Linked DNA regions of Manis pentadactyla: region 1 is linked to region 2. A link is a contact called in public Hi-C data. All regions are on one chromosome and are shown on one strand. Each heading gives the region's core, a stretch centred on a gene start, on an enhancer-like site or on the middle of the called end of the contact. The rest is flanking DNA. Distances are from core to core; before and after follow the strand shown. Region 1 holds the start of LOC130683272. Region 2 holds the start of GPATCH8 (G-patch domain containing 8).

Region 1 (5,813 bases), core at 685-3,184, 240 kb after region 2:
CTGTGGCCGACTGGCCGAGATGTGGGCAGTAGCCGTGTCGGTGCGGGAGACTGGCAGCCTGGAAGCCCTGGAAGCCGGGAGCAATGGCGCTGCCTCCGGAGCGATGGCCCAAACAGTAGGCTCGGCTGTTGGAAGCAGGCGGTCTTAAGTCTTCTGGCTCCCTGCGTCCCGATAATTCTTCCTTTGAGGAGCGGAGGCAGAAACACAGCCGTCGGAGGGTGGATGGGGGTCCCCTCCCAGGTCTTTCAACCTCCGGTCCGCAGGATGGTGGAACGCGGAGGTTGCCCGGCTGCTGCTCCGGCGGCAAGGCCGGGTGCCAGGCTCCCCTCGCGGATCCCCGCCGCCGTCGCCGCCGGGGGGGCAGCGCCCGCGGCCTGCTTTCCCAGGGCTGGCCGAGCCTTTTTGACAAGCTGACTGCGTGGCGGGGATTGGCTGGCCCAGGCGTGACGCCGGTAACAACAAAGGTGGAGTTGGAAGAAATTAGATTAAAGGAGAGAGAGAAAAAAAAAAATTAAAGGGGGAGCTGGCAGGGGACAGGAGGCAGAGACCGAGGGGGAGATGCGCCAAGCGCGGTCGCTTGACTCCGACTTCGCTCCGGAAGCTCCGTCGCTCAAACCCACAGGGATTTTGCTCTCCACCCCCACCCTGGCCCAGCCACCAAGGCCGGGGTGGGAAGGATAACTGCTGCTTCTCGAGAAATCTCCCCAACTCCCACCCTGACACCCCTTGCTACGGCCCTGGGGGAGAACTTTGTGCCCGAACTCCTCGGATCCTAAACCCGGAGGAGGTGAGGGTCACTGAGAACGAGAAGCTCGCTCTGAAACCCGGAAGGCCCTCGCGGGGCACTAAGATAGGACGCGGCGAGGTGCTCCCCCGGTTTTTCAGTGTGTTGCAAATCTAAAAGCTCTTTCTCGCTTTTTTTGGTAACTCCCCCCCGGCCCCCCTCCCCGGCTTCAGGGTTGCAAAAGCAAAGAGCAATAAAAAAAAAAAAACGCGCACACACTCAGACACACCAGTGGCGACAGGGGAGAGTTGGAAAGACGCAGGAGAGAAGCAGGAGGCAGGAGGCAGCAGCACGAGGGGAGCAATGGGAGCGGGAAAGGAGGCAGGTTCCCTCGCAAATCCCCCTCCGGCCTCACATCGCCTCGCCGGCCCCGGCAGGGTAGCGAGAAGCCGGGCAAGCAGATGGAAGAGTGGAGCTCGCTCTACGCAGCGGGCTTGGCCGGAGAATGGAGGAGCCGCCAAGCGACCGGCTGATTGGAAGAGAAACGCAGAGCGATGGAGGCGGGGGTAGGAGGACGACTTCTCTGCGGGGACTGGCGGCGGCGTATACGCCCGGGTCGGGCGCTGCAGAGCTTGGCTAGCTTTCAACCCGCGCTCGCCGGCTCCAGCCCCGCGCGCCCCCACCCCCAGCCATCCCGGAGGCTCCGCAGGTGAGTGCGAGCTGGGGGCAAGACCCTAAAGTCTCAACACGCCGCCCTGCAAAAAAAAAAAAAAAAAAAAGCATTTTTCTCTTTTTATTTTCGTGCAGCCCCCAACACGGAGGGAGGGGAGGGGTGAGGCTGAGCCGCCCGGAGGAGGCGGAGGGGCCAGGCGAGGCCAGGGTGGCCCGGGAGGCGGCGGCGCCGAGGAGGCTCTGACGGGCGAGCGCTCGGAGCGGCGCTGCGCTGCGCCGAGGCGGGCGGGCGGGCGGGCGGAGCGGGGCGGGCGGAGCGCGGCGCGTGGGGCTCGCCATTAGCCGTCGCTCCGCTTCGCCATCTCGGGCTTTGTCTGGCGACTCGCTGCCCCGGCGTCGGCTGCGGCTCGGCTCTTCGGCCCGCCGCAACCCTAGGTATCCCTGGCCCGCGCTCTCTTACACGCTCGGTAAGTGAGCCCCGACGCGGCCGATTTCGGGGGAGAGGGGTTGCTGCGAGTGGCGGCGGCGCCGATCTCCATGCGCCCGGGCAGGCCCGGGGAGCCATGCCGGGCTGGATTGAACCGGCTCCCAAAGAGCCTTCAACGCCGGAACCCGTCGTCGCCTCGCCGTTTCCTGGGTGTAAGGCGCGAAGGGAATTTTTTTTTTTTTTAATTAGCAGGGAGAGTATTTTGTAGAGGTAATTTTTTTTTTTTAAGTTTCGTGTGTGTGCTGTTCGGCTGCGAGGGAACCGCGAGGTAGGCGAAGAAGCCTGGCGCCGCTATCGGCGGGCGTGCGCCCCAAGCTGGTGGCCACGGTCCGGGGACGAGGGTGGGCGCGGACCGCCCGCTTGGGAGGCGGGAAAGGGTTGCAATGGAAGCCCGAATCCGAGCTGGGAGGACGTCGGGGAGAGCTCCATAGCAAGGCTGCAGGCACCCCAAGCCTCCCTGGCCGCCTGGGGGCCCTCCCGGCACCCTCTCTGCGGCCGCGCCTCGCGCCCTCCCTCCCGCGCCGGCGAAGCCTGCTAGTTCCCCCGCGGGTCTGGCGAGGTCGCTCTCGGCGCCCGCCCGCCTCGGCTCCGAGCCCCGCCGCCATCCGGGCGGCTGCGTGTCTCCCTGCCCCGGCCCCCCCTTCCCCGGCGGCGGCAGCAGCAGCAGCCGCCGCTGCCGCCACTACCACCACCCCCTCCCCTCCTTCCTTTCCTCCGCCTCGGCCGCCCGGGTCCCCCCAAGCTCCCGCCCCTCCTCCCAGCTGCCCCCCGCGGAGCCCGCCCGGGCAGGCTGTGGGAGGGAGCGGAGCCGGCGAGGCGGGCGGGCTGGCGCTCGCTCCCCGGGGGTCGGTGTGCGCTCTACGGGGAAGGACGCGTTCGCTGCCCCGCTTCTCCTGCCCCCCCTCCCGCTCCTCCTCCTCCCTTCTCCCTCCTCCTCCCCGCTCCGGCGGCGGAGGCTGCGGCGGCGGCAGGGGGTGTGCGAGCTGAGGCCGGGGCCGGCGGGCGGGCGGCGGGCGGGCTGCCTGCAGGCGGAGGGCGCTGTGCTTTGTGCTTTTCGCCGCGAGGAGCAGCAAGCAGCAGCCACCGCCGCCACAGCAGCAGCAGCCGCCGCCCAGCGCCGCCGCCGCCGCGCCCGGAGGAGGAGCCGCTGCCGCCGCGGGAGGGAGCTGCGGCTGTGCCCGGCCGAACGGGGGAGGGCGCCGCCGCTCAGAGCTGGGGAGGGAGCCGCTGGAGCGGGAAGCGTGGAGGCCGCTCTGCTCCGGGTAACCGAGGCAGCTGAGGACGCGCGCCGGGGTCGGGCGGCGGGGAGCGACCCGCGAATGCGGTGGACGCCCGGAGGGGCCCCAGGGCGATCTCCCAGCAGGGGACTGGGCCAGGGAGAACCAGGACACTGGAGAGGACGCCGAGAGCCGGGGGAGGGGAGGGCAGGAAGCGAGGCCCGAGCCGAGCCCCGGCCGCGGGCGGAGGAGCCCGCGCTTCTCCGAGCCGCCAGGCGCAGTTCTCGCCGGCCGCCGGAGGGGGCATCGGGGCCGGTGAGCGCTGCGCCCCCGCCTCCCGGCCGCCGTCCTCCCGCCCTTTCCTTGGCTCGGCTCCCCGGAGGCCGGGGCGGGGGCGCCGGCGGGGCTGGGCCGCAAGCTCGGGGGAGGAGGCGACGGTTGCCGCCGTGGTCGCGCCTCTGCGCTGGGATCCTCCGGGCGCGTCGCGGTGGCTGGACGGTAGCGGCGCCTCTGGCCGGGGTGGGTGGCTCGGGGGCGGGGGGCAGGCTAGGACGCTTCTCTCCGGCTGCTTGCCCGCCCAGGCAGGCGGGGACGGCGTCGGGAGCCCGAAAGGGGGGGTCGCGGGAATCCGGATCCGGTCCCCGGGGGCGGTGCGGCCGCTGCGCTCCGGGGCTGGCGGCGGCTGCGCGGCGTCCGGGTCCCCGCCGGGTTGCGGAGGCGGGGGTAACCGGCCGGGGGGAGGCGAGAGGAGGAGACTGTGGCGCGCGGCCGCTTCCGCGGCCGCGCGCGCCCTTTACCCGCCCTTCCTCCTCCCCCGCCCTCCAGCCTGGGGCCTCCCCCGGGCGGGCGTACGGAGGAGGAGTTTTTTTTTTTTCGGCCTGGGTGGGGGAAGGAGGGCGGGCGCTAGCTGCACGCGGGAGCTGGAAGCAGCCTCTTGCGTGGGCAGGGGAGGGCGCACGCCGCGGACCCAGGTTGCAGGGGGTGGTGGGGGACAGGGATATAGGAGGAAGAGGAGGGCGTTCGCGCACGGACCGATCCATTAAGTCTTCTAGGGTCTTGGCAGAGTCTCTATGAAATTGGGGACTTGTACCTTCTTACCCCGAAAGGGGAGGGAGGAACAGAAAGTCCCTTACCTCTCAGCCCGCCTGAGTTGGGGACATATCTCTTCCAAAGGTTGAGGTCGCTTTGACCCCGGGTTGCCCGGCCAGCAAGAGGAGGTGGCTGGACGGCTAGAGAATGAACGGAGAAGCCGACTGCCCCACAGACCTGGAAATGGCCGCCCCCAAAGGCCAAGGTAGGAGCTCCCATCCTCATCCCTCTTTAACTTAAATCCTCTTTTCTCACAGGGCTGCCTGCAGGGCCCACTCCTCTTCCAAAGGATTTGTCTCTGAATTGAGATGGTAGGGGGTGGTCCTTAGTGTTTATAAGAGTCAAGCATATCTCACACTGGGGGTTTAACTAAACTCCAAACATTTGGCTTTGAGCCTATAAAAAGTATTTCTCATACTCCTTCCCCCCCAAGTTTGAGAAGAGGCAGCATGTGCAAACCTTCCTTCTGGGGTTCCCAGTCAGCCAGGAGTCTAGCCCAGTGGCCTGGAATAGGAGGAAGGATGAGGAATGTGGAGGAAAGAGAAAGGGGTTGGGAAGGCTTTCCAGGCTTTTATTGTTATGAAGAGGAGGACAAGGTTGTGGTGAGACAGGTGGAGAGAAAGGGTGTTTTGGTGGTTTGAGGCTCCAACCCATGGAGATAGATACATAACTAGACCCTACCCTGTCCAGTAGGGATCCAGTGTGTATGGGGGCAGGGAGCAAGGTGAGGTTGAGCATCTGGCAGTGAGCATCCTCTCATCTGGGCATTGAGAGGAAAAAGGATTATGGATCCATGTGACTTGTCTTGTGTCCCTGGCCCAGGTTCCAAGATGCAAATGCAAATGAAGAGCCCTTTTGACTCCTAGCCTTGGGTAGCTATTGTCCCAGCTTACCTTGTCAGGATAGCCACCCTCCACAGTAACCTCACTGGAGCTGCATTTCAGTGGCTGGAAATAGTTGGTCCAGACCCTCTTTTTTTTTCCTCTCTGGGGAGTTCAACTGAGAAGACAACTCAGTTCTGGAGGTTCAACTCAGGGAAGGGCATTGAGATTGTTTGCCCACCTGCCTGTTCTGCCTCACAGCTGCCCTGTGTGGTTCTTCATTTCCATTTGCTTTTTCTTACTTGCCCAAAATTCTTCTTTGGTCTCCCTTGAGGGGCCTAGAGGGAGGGGGTTGATAGAACATACATATCTCTAATGTTGGTTTCCAGCTATGCTGGAGGGAAACATTTGCCTGACTTCTCCTTACTGCCCACATCCCATCCGCAATCCTTGCACATTTAGGGTATCCACTTAGAACTTGAACTTGGTGACACATTTAGATGTGTTGCCTCCTTGCTTCCTTCCCTTCCTTCTCCGATAAGCTAGCTGTCTTCCCTCAGGGCCCAGAATCATTGTAGCTTCATTTCCTCCCCTTCCCCACAATAAACGGAGGCCCATGGCAGCCTGGCATGTTAGAAATGATAATAGCTTTGAAGTAAGCCAGGCTTACTAGGTATGATGCTGTCTGGACTAGAGTCCCTTCTCTAATCTATATGACCACAGTTTTTCTTTTCTTGTCTGTACCTTTAGAGGGAAGGTAACCAAGGATCTGGGAAACTCTGGGGAGGAAGGGTTGAACACTT
Region 2 (5,790 bases), core at 1,406-3,905:
TTATTAGGGAAAATCTTACTGAGAATAAAGACCAGAGTATGAGTGGTGGATGGTGAGCCATGTGGATGGATATCTGGGAAAGAATGATAGGCAGAAAGAACAGTATATACATTATCTCCCAAGTAGGGCAGACTGGAGTGGAAACGGACTTAGGGATTAAGATACAGCCAGGTGGTGTGTCCAGAGAATAGCGAAGCAGGGTGCAGAGAGAAAAGGAGGTCTGAGAGGTGAGGTGGTAGTGATGCCAGGGTTCTTGTTTGCTGAGTTGAAGAATGAACTTAGCAAACACCCAAGGTAGTAGAGCTAGGGCAGAGGCTTTTATTTAGAAATAAAGTGAGAGGAAAGAGCTCCTGGCTCACACCAGGAGGGGACAAGAGAACCCAGGGTGGTGCGTTGTCTAGGGGATTTATAGGCAGTTGAGGACTTTTGGGAACTGAGGGCTTAGGGTGTGGACTTGTACCACCTGCCCTACCCTCAAGGTGGGCTGAGTTATTGTCTGTTTGCTAGGGCTGTTTACAGTGAAGTCATGGGTTATGCTGAGATACCCTTGTGGAACATTCAAACTTTCCAGGCCAAGTTGCTCCTGGCCTTTTGACCTTTAGCTGATCTCAATGAATATGTCTATATTCCTAGTCTGGTATCTTTACCCTATAGAATTAGTGTGACCTTGCCTTTGCATAATGCTGAACACAGAGTTTCGATAGGGACTTTACATTGTTACATTGCTTTGACTGTAAATATCTTGCCTTGCTTTTTCCAGAGGCCCTCACCCTACTCTGTCTAAGCCCATGGTCCCTGTCTCAGTAGTAGGTGGACTTTACTATGAATAACAGGGAAAGCCCCTGGAGGGTTGGAGCGGAGGACTGACGTGATCTGACTGACCTTTTAACAGGATCACCATAGCTTCTTTGAAGACTGTAAGGGGTCAGGGTGGTAGCAGAACACTTAGAAGTTACTGCAATAATTAAGGAGACCAGGGTGTCTTTATACTCTGTTTTCTAGGAGATTTCTGTGACTTTATTTTCTAACTCTTCAATTGAATTTTTTATTTCTGTTTAATTTCTTTTTAATTTTATTTGTTTAATTTCCAAAAGTTATTTCTTAATTTTGAATTTTCTTTTTCGGCATTCTTTGCTCCCTGATGTGGTCCCTTGTTCCCTGATGTGATCTTCTATCTCCATAGATATTGACTGTAATTGTCTTATGGTTTCTTTTGCTACTTTTGTTATCTCTAGTTCCTCTGAATTCCTTTCCGTTTTTGTTTTTTGGATGGGGATGTCTCTTTCTTTGTTACAGGTTTCCTTCTATCCAACTATGGATGAGAGCTGAGTGGAAACTCTGTGGATGGGGTTTCCTGAATGATGGACTTCTCTGTGGAGTATCTGGACAGGAGAATGACCTTTATGTTGGGGAGGCCTCACTCTCTACTCCTGTTTTTGGACGTGTAGGATTTTTCCTACTAAACCAGAGAGGGATCAGTTTCCTAGAGAGAGATCCTGTAGTCTTTTGCTGGGAGAATAATTATCTGACCAGAATGTTGGCTTTTACCAAACCTTGCCATTTGCAGCCTGTTATCTCCTTTAGCTGAGCCAGATATGTCAAAGTCTCTCCAGCATATCCAAGAGAATTCTCCAGTTTCCTTATTGGGTGGGAAAGGGATTAAGAGTTACTTCTCTCTAAACTGCCTTGTAACTATTCCTGTTTCCGGTTACATCCACACTCTCACCTTCAGTGATACCTGGTGATTCCAATTCCTGAGTCTTTCTGATACTCCTCTGCATTAATTCAACATGTTTCCTGGCTTCCTCACTCCAGGACTTTGCTTTCTCCATTCTACTAGTTCATTTCCATTTATCTATGCTCTTTACCTTCCAAAATTTTGTTGACATCTGTTGTCCCTTCTTCAGGTCTCTTTGTCCATGTAAGTTTATGTCCTTCTGATTCTTTTACTGTCATTTTAGTGGCATTGGGAGAGGGAAAAGAGGTAAATGTGTCATGGGTATCCATGTGATTCAATCTGCCACATGTATCCTCAAGTCTCTTTACAATGTTTACATTGTGTGTTTTGCCTCTCCCTAGTTAGGGAGCTCGTTTCACTGCTTAGAACTGTATTCTCCTTGGACTGCAGAAGGTAACATAGGAATAGGAGATACACACCCTTCCTCCAAAAAATTACATTCCGTTTGACTCTCAGGGTGAAGTAAGGGTCATTTTTTCATTGCGTGATTTCTGTCAACTACTCTTTTCAAAAGTAGGGAAGTTCTGCTACTCCTGTGTGTTTTATGTGTTTTGGCTAAGGGAATTGGATGGCTGGGTGGGGTCCTTCAGGAACGTCATAAGGTGGAAAAACCTGATTCATAACCCATACAAAGTCAGTGATAGGGGCAGTAGATTACCAAACTCAATTTCCTTACTTTATAAAATGGAAACCGAAGCCCAGAGAACTTGAATTGATTTGAAACTTTGGTCTCTTGAGAAATACTTTTCTAAAATGATCGCTTGAAAATGCCAAGTTCTTAGCAGTCATTGGGCCTTTGCGTCTAATGTTTCCCCTGCCCCAAGGTTGCAGGCCGCTTCTGTTCCTCGGGTCAAAGGTCATTTCAGAAGTCCCTCTCATCACTGCACCGTTTTATTTTTTGTAGCACTCATTAATATTTAAAATTACTCAATTGTTTTATTATTTATCTGATTTACCACAGTGGAATGTAAACCCTTTGAGAGAAAGGCCTTTTTCCGTTTCGTTCACGGTTTAACATTCAAAGCAAACCGGGATTCGAAACTGAGCAGTCTGGCTTCAAAATCCTCGCTTTTGGCCACTACATAATGCTGCCATTTGGTGAATAAAACAAAGGAAGGGTTTCGCATACAGTGGGGGAAGCAAGAGGGCAAAAAAAGATAATGCATTCCGGGAAGAGAGCAGGTGGAACACATCCATACACACACGCACTGCGCCCCGCGTCACCTTTCTCTCCGGAAGCGCTCGCAGCTGTCCAGCACTAGCGCGCACGCGCGGCCGCCGGGGTCGCACTAGGCTGCGAGAGGAGGGCGGGGCGTGGAGGAAGGTCCCGCCTCCAGGGCCGAAAGGCGCCTGCGTCCGCTGGGCTCCGTTCTGGACGCGCATTCTCGCTTCCTCCTTTCCCGGCCTGTGCGCACCGAGTGGGCGTGGGAGGAGGCGGGGAACAGAGGAGGGGAGCGAGGGGTGGGTGTCGCGGGAGGGAAGGAGCTAACCGGAGAGCGTCGTCCTGAGAGGAGTGAGGGAGGCAAAATGGCGGATCGCTTCTCCCGCTTCAACGAGGACCGAGACTTTCAGGTAAACAGGGGCGTCGCCGAGGATCCGGAGAAGGCGCTGGCCGAGCAGGAACCTCCTCATCCCCCGCTCCCAGCTCTCTTTTCTTCCAGACTGTTCCGGCTTATCAACCGGCTCGCTCTTCTCCCGCCTTGGATTCCTCAGGGGGCCTCCCAGCTTGAGGCGAGGCCGCATCTCCTCTCACCCTGTATTTTCATACCTTTTAAACTCAGGCTGCCGCGTTTGCAGCTTTGGCCTGTTTGGGCTTCAGGTTTCGGAACTCGAGCCTGGCCGCTGCGTGGGGTGGGGGAGGTGCTCCCCTCGGGTCTGCCGGGCCTATGGAGGCGCAGGGCTGGCTCCCGGGGGGATAGAGGGCTGGGTGGGGAGGCCTTGGGGGCAGTGTTGCTGAGACCAGGGCTTCTGAACCCCTGAATTTTGCTCCATGGCCCTGCTTGGAGAGTCCTTCTTTCCTCACTGTAATAAATCCCTTTAGTTGTTGCTTCTTACATTTCCTCGAGAAAAGGGTGCTTTGGTTATCAGACGCCTTCTTGATTAGTCAACTGTAAAGATTTCCCCGGGTGTAAATGTTGCTGTTACTAGGCCGTCAGTTGGCCTTGGAAAGCATGTTACAGGACTATGGTTGATGTAAGCTTTGTCTCAAATCCTACTTCGAAAGGAGATGTGGAAAAAGCGTGATGGTGATGGACTTTTCAAGCTGTGATAAATAGTGCCAAAAGCTTGATTTTTTTCTTTCTTAAGTTGCAAATGTATGGAAACATGTCCTTGTGATGACAAGTATTATTTAGGAAAAAATTAAGACCTGAATTCGAATAACTCGTCTTTCGGATGTTTAAAAAACCTTCCTGTTGAGCATTATAATCCGCAGCAATCTCGGCCACTAAAAAGGGATTTAGTAGAGGTTGGCTATTGCTAGGGTAAAATACAATCTTAGAGTCTCAAAGAAACCACTGCATTACTACCGCATATCCTGGCAACAGGAATTTGGACCAGAGAATGAACACTAAAACTCAAAAGTTTTTTCCAGGTGCACATCTTCCTCAAAAGAACACAGGAATAATCTAGATAAGTTTCAGAAGGCAGTTTGAATTCCCTGAGATGATTGGGTTGGTAAATAAACAGGTAAAGCAGTTAAACCAGCACTGTTAACGGTCTACTGCATGGAAGGTTTATTAGAAGTTTTGCAGCAGTAAGGGATCTGGGGGCTGTTGAAAACCTTGTGATCGTGCGCCTGCTGTATAGCTGCAGCACAATACAGGATCTCAAGGTGTATAAGGATATAATGCAGGTCCAGGGAAATTTGAAGCAGTTCATTTTAGGTATTTGGTCCCCGATAAAGGTGGTTTTTTAGCGAGCATTTTAAAACATGAGTAGGCTGCAAAATGTGTGGGCTTTATTGGTTACTTTTTAGAGACATGTTTATAACTAAAACCCTTAAGTGCTTTGTGGAAGAGAGAATTTCAAGGTGACCTAATAAAATTGAAAATAGGTAATCTGGACAATTAAGTTTTGAGGGAAAATGGCTGTCACCCATGGAATTTTAGCAGGCTTAAACAGGATTTGCAGGGTCTTGAAAGATTTTGAAAACTGGGTAGCAGAGTATAAATGCTGTTACTTTAAAAAATTGAGAAAGTCTACCTTTTCAAATAAGATGACTTTTCCAATGCTTTAGTTGGGTTTATGTAAAACTTGCTTCAAGTTACTGGGTATTCCTTTGAAGATAATGCATATGTGTTGTAATAACCAACTCCTGCTGCATTGGGCCAGCCAGGAAAATGTTGGCTTTTTAAATTCAGTTGTCCTAATACTATGTGTCAGTAGGGTATTGGGAATGACAGACTTTCAGACAGTATGTTTAAAGCTTTTGTAAATTATTGTACTAATAGTTCTAAACACCATTCATTTAAAAATACTCGAGTAGGTCTTTTCTGGATGTTTTAATAAAGGGAAAATACAAATTGATTTTTATCAGTGTCCTTTGATTTAAAGTTATTGGGGAGAAGTAATAGGATGCTTCTGTGTGTAGTGTATCTGAAACATTTTTTAAGGTCAGGTTATTAAAAATTAAATGTGGCCTCCTTTTAAGGTTTTAAGTGACAAATGAGGTGAAGTCACTGAGTACACTTGAAAACAAACCCTAAGTAGGTTTCCAAACACAGTGCATAAATTCTGTTGCTTTAAAACAGATCTTCTTATAGCACTGAAATTTTGGGGGGGCAATCTTCTCTGGTAAGTTCTAGATGACTATCATTTTCTTTGCCTTTTATTTGGCAAGATAATTTAGAATTGTAGAATTTTATTCTTTGGCAATTTACCATTAAGTTCAAATTTTGGAGTTTTAATACTGTCTCAAACTGAGTCAGAATTGGGTACACTGTTAGATTGGTGAACACCTAACCGTTCAGATGTGTTTTGTATGATACAGTGAGGAGTTTAACTGTATTATGCCACTCGAAGCACTTCCGAATATAGAGTGATCATTATCA

The links. A called contact is a pair of places that touch in the nucleus more often than the background predicts.
Region 1: a contact with region 2 is called in a Hi-C map of skin fibroblasts, with 4 times the contacts expected there. The contact joins the promoter of LOC130683272 here to the promoter of GPATCH8 in region 2. A contact is called at or near these places in 2 of 3 Hi-C or Micro-C datasets (fibroblasts and skin fibroblasts).

Annotation. Positions count from the first base shown.
Region 1 is chr4:172,673,855-172,679,667 of mManPen7.hap1, forward strand. It overlaps LOC130683272, which reads right to left and starts at 1,935. Exons shown (of 3, transcript XM_057499531.1): 1 at 1,859-1,935; 2 at 1,014-1,444; 3 at 1-432. The coding sequence starts at 1,935. UBTF (upstream binding transcription factor) reads left to right here and starts at 1,298. Exons shown (of 21, transcript XM_036883158.2): 1 at 1,298-1,433; 2 at 4,274-4,394. The coding sequence starts at 4,337.
Region 2 is chr4:172,435,183-172,440,972 of mManPen7.hap1, forward strand. GPATCH8 (G-patch domain containing 8) reads left to right here and starts at 2,656. Exons shown (of 8, transcript XM_036883117.2): 1 at 2,656-3,310. The coding sequence starts at 3,266.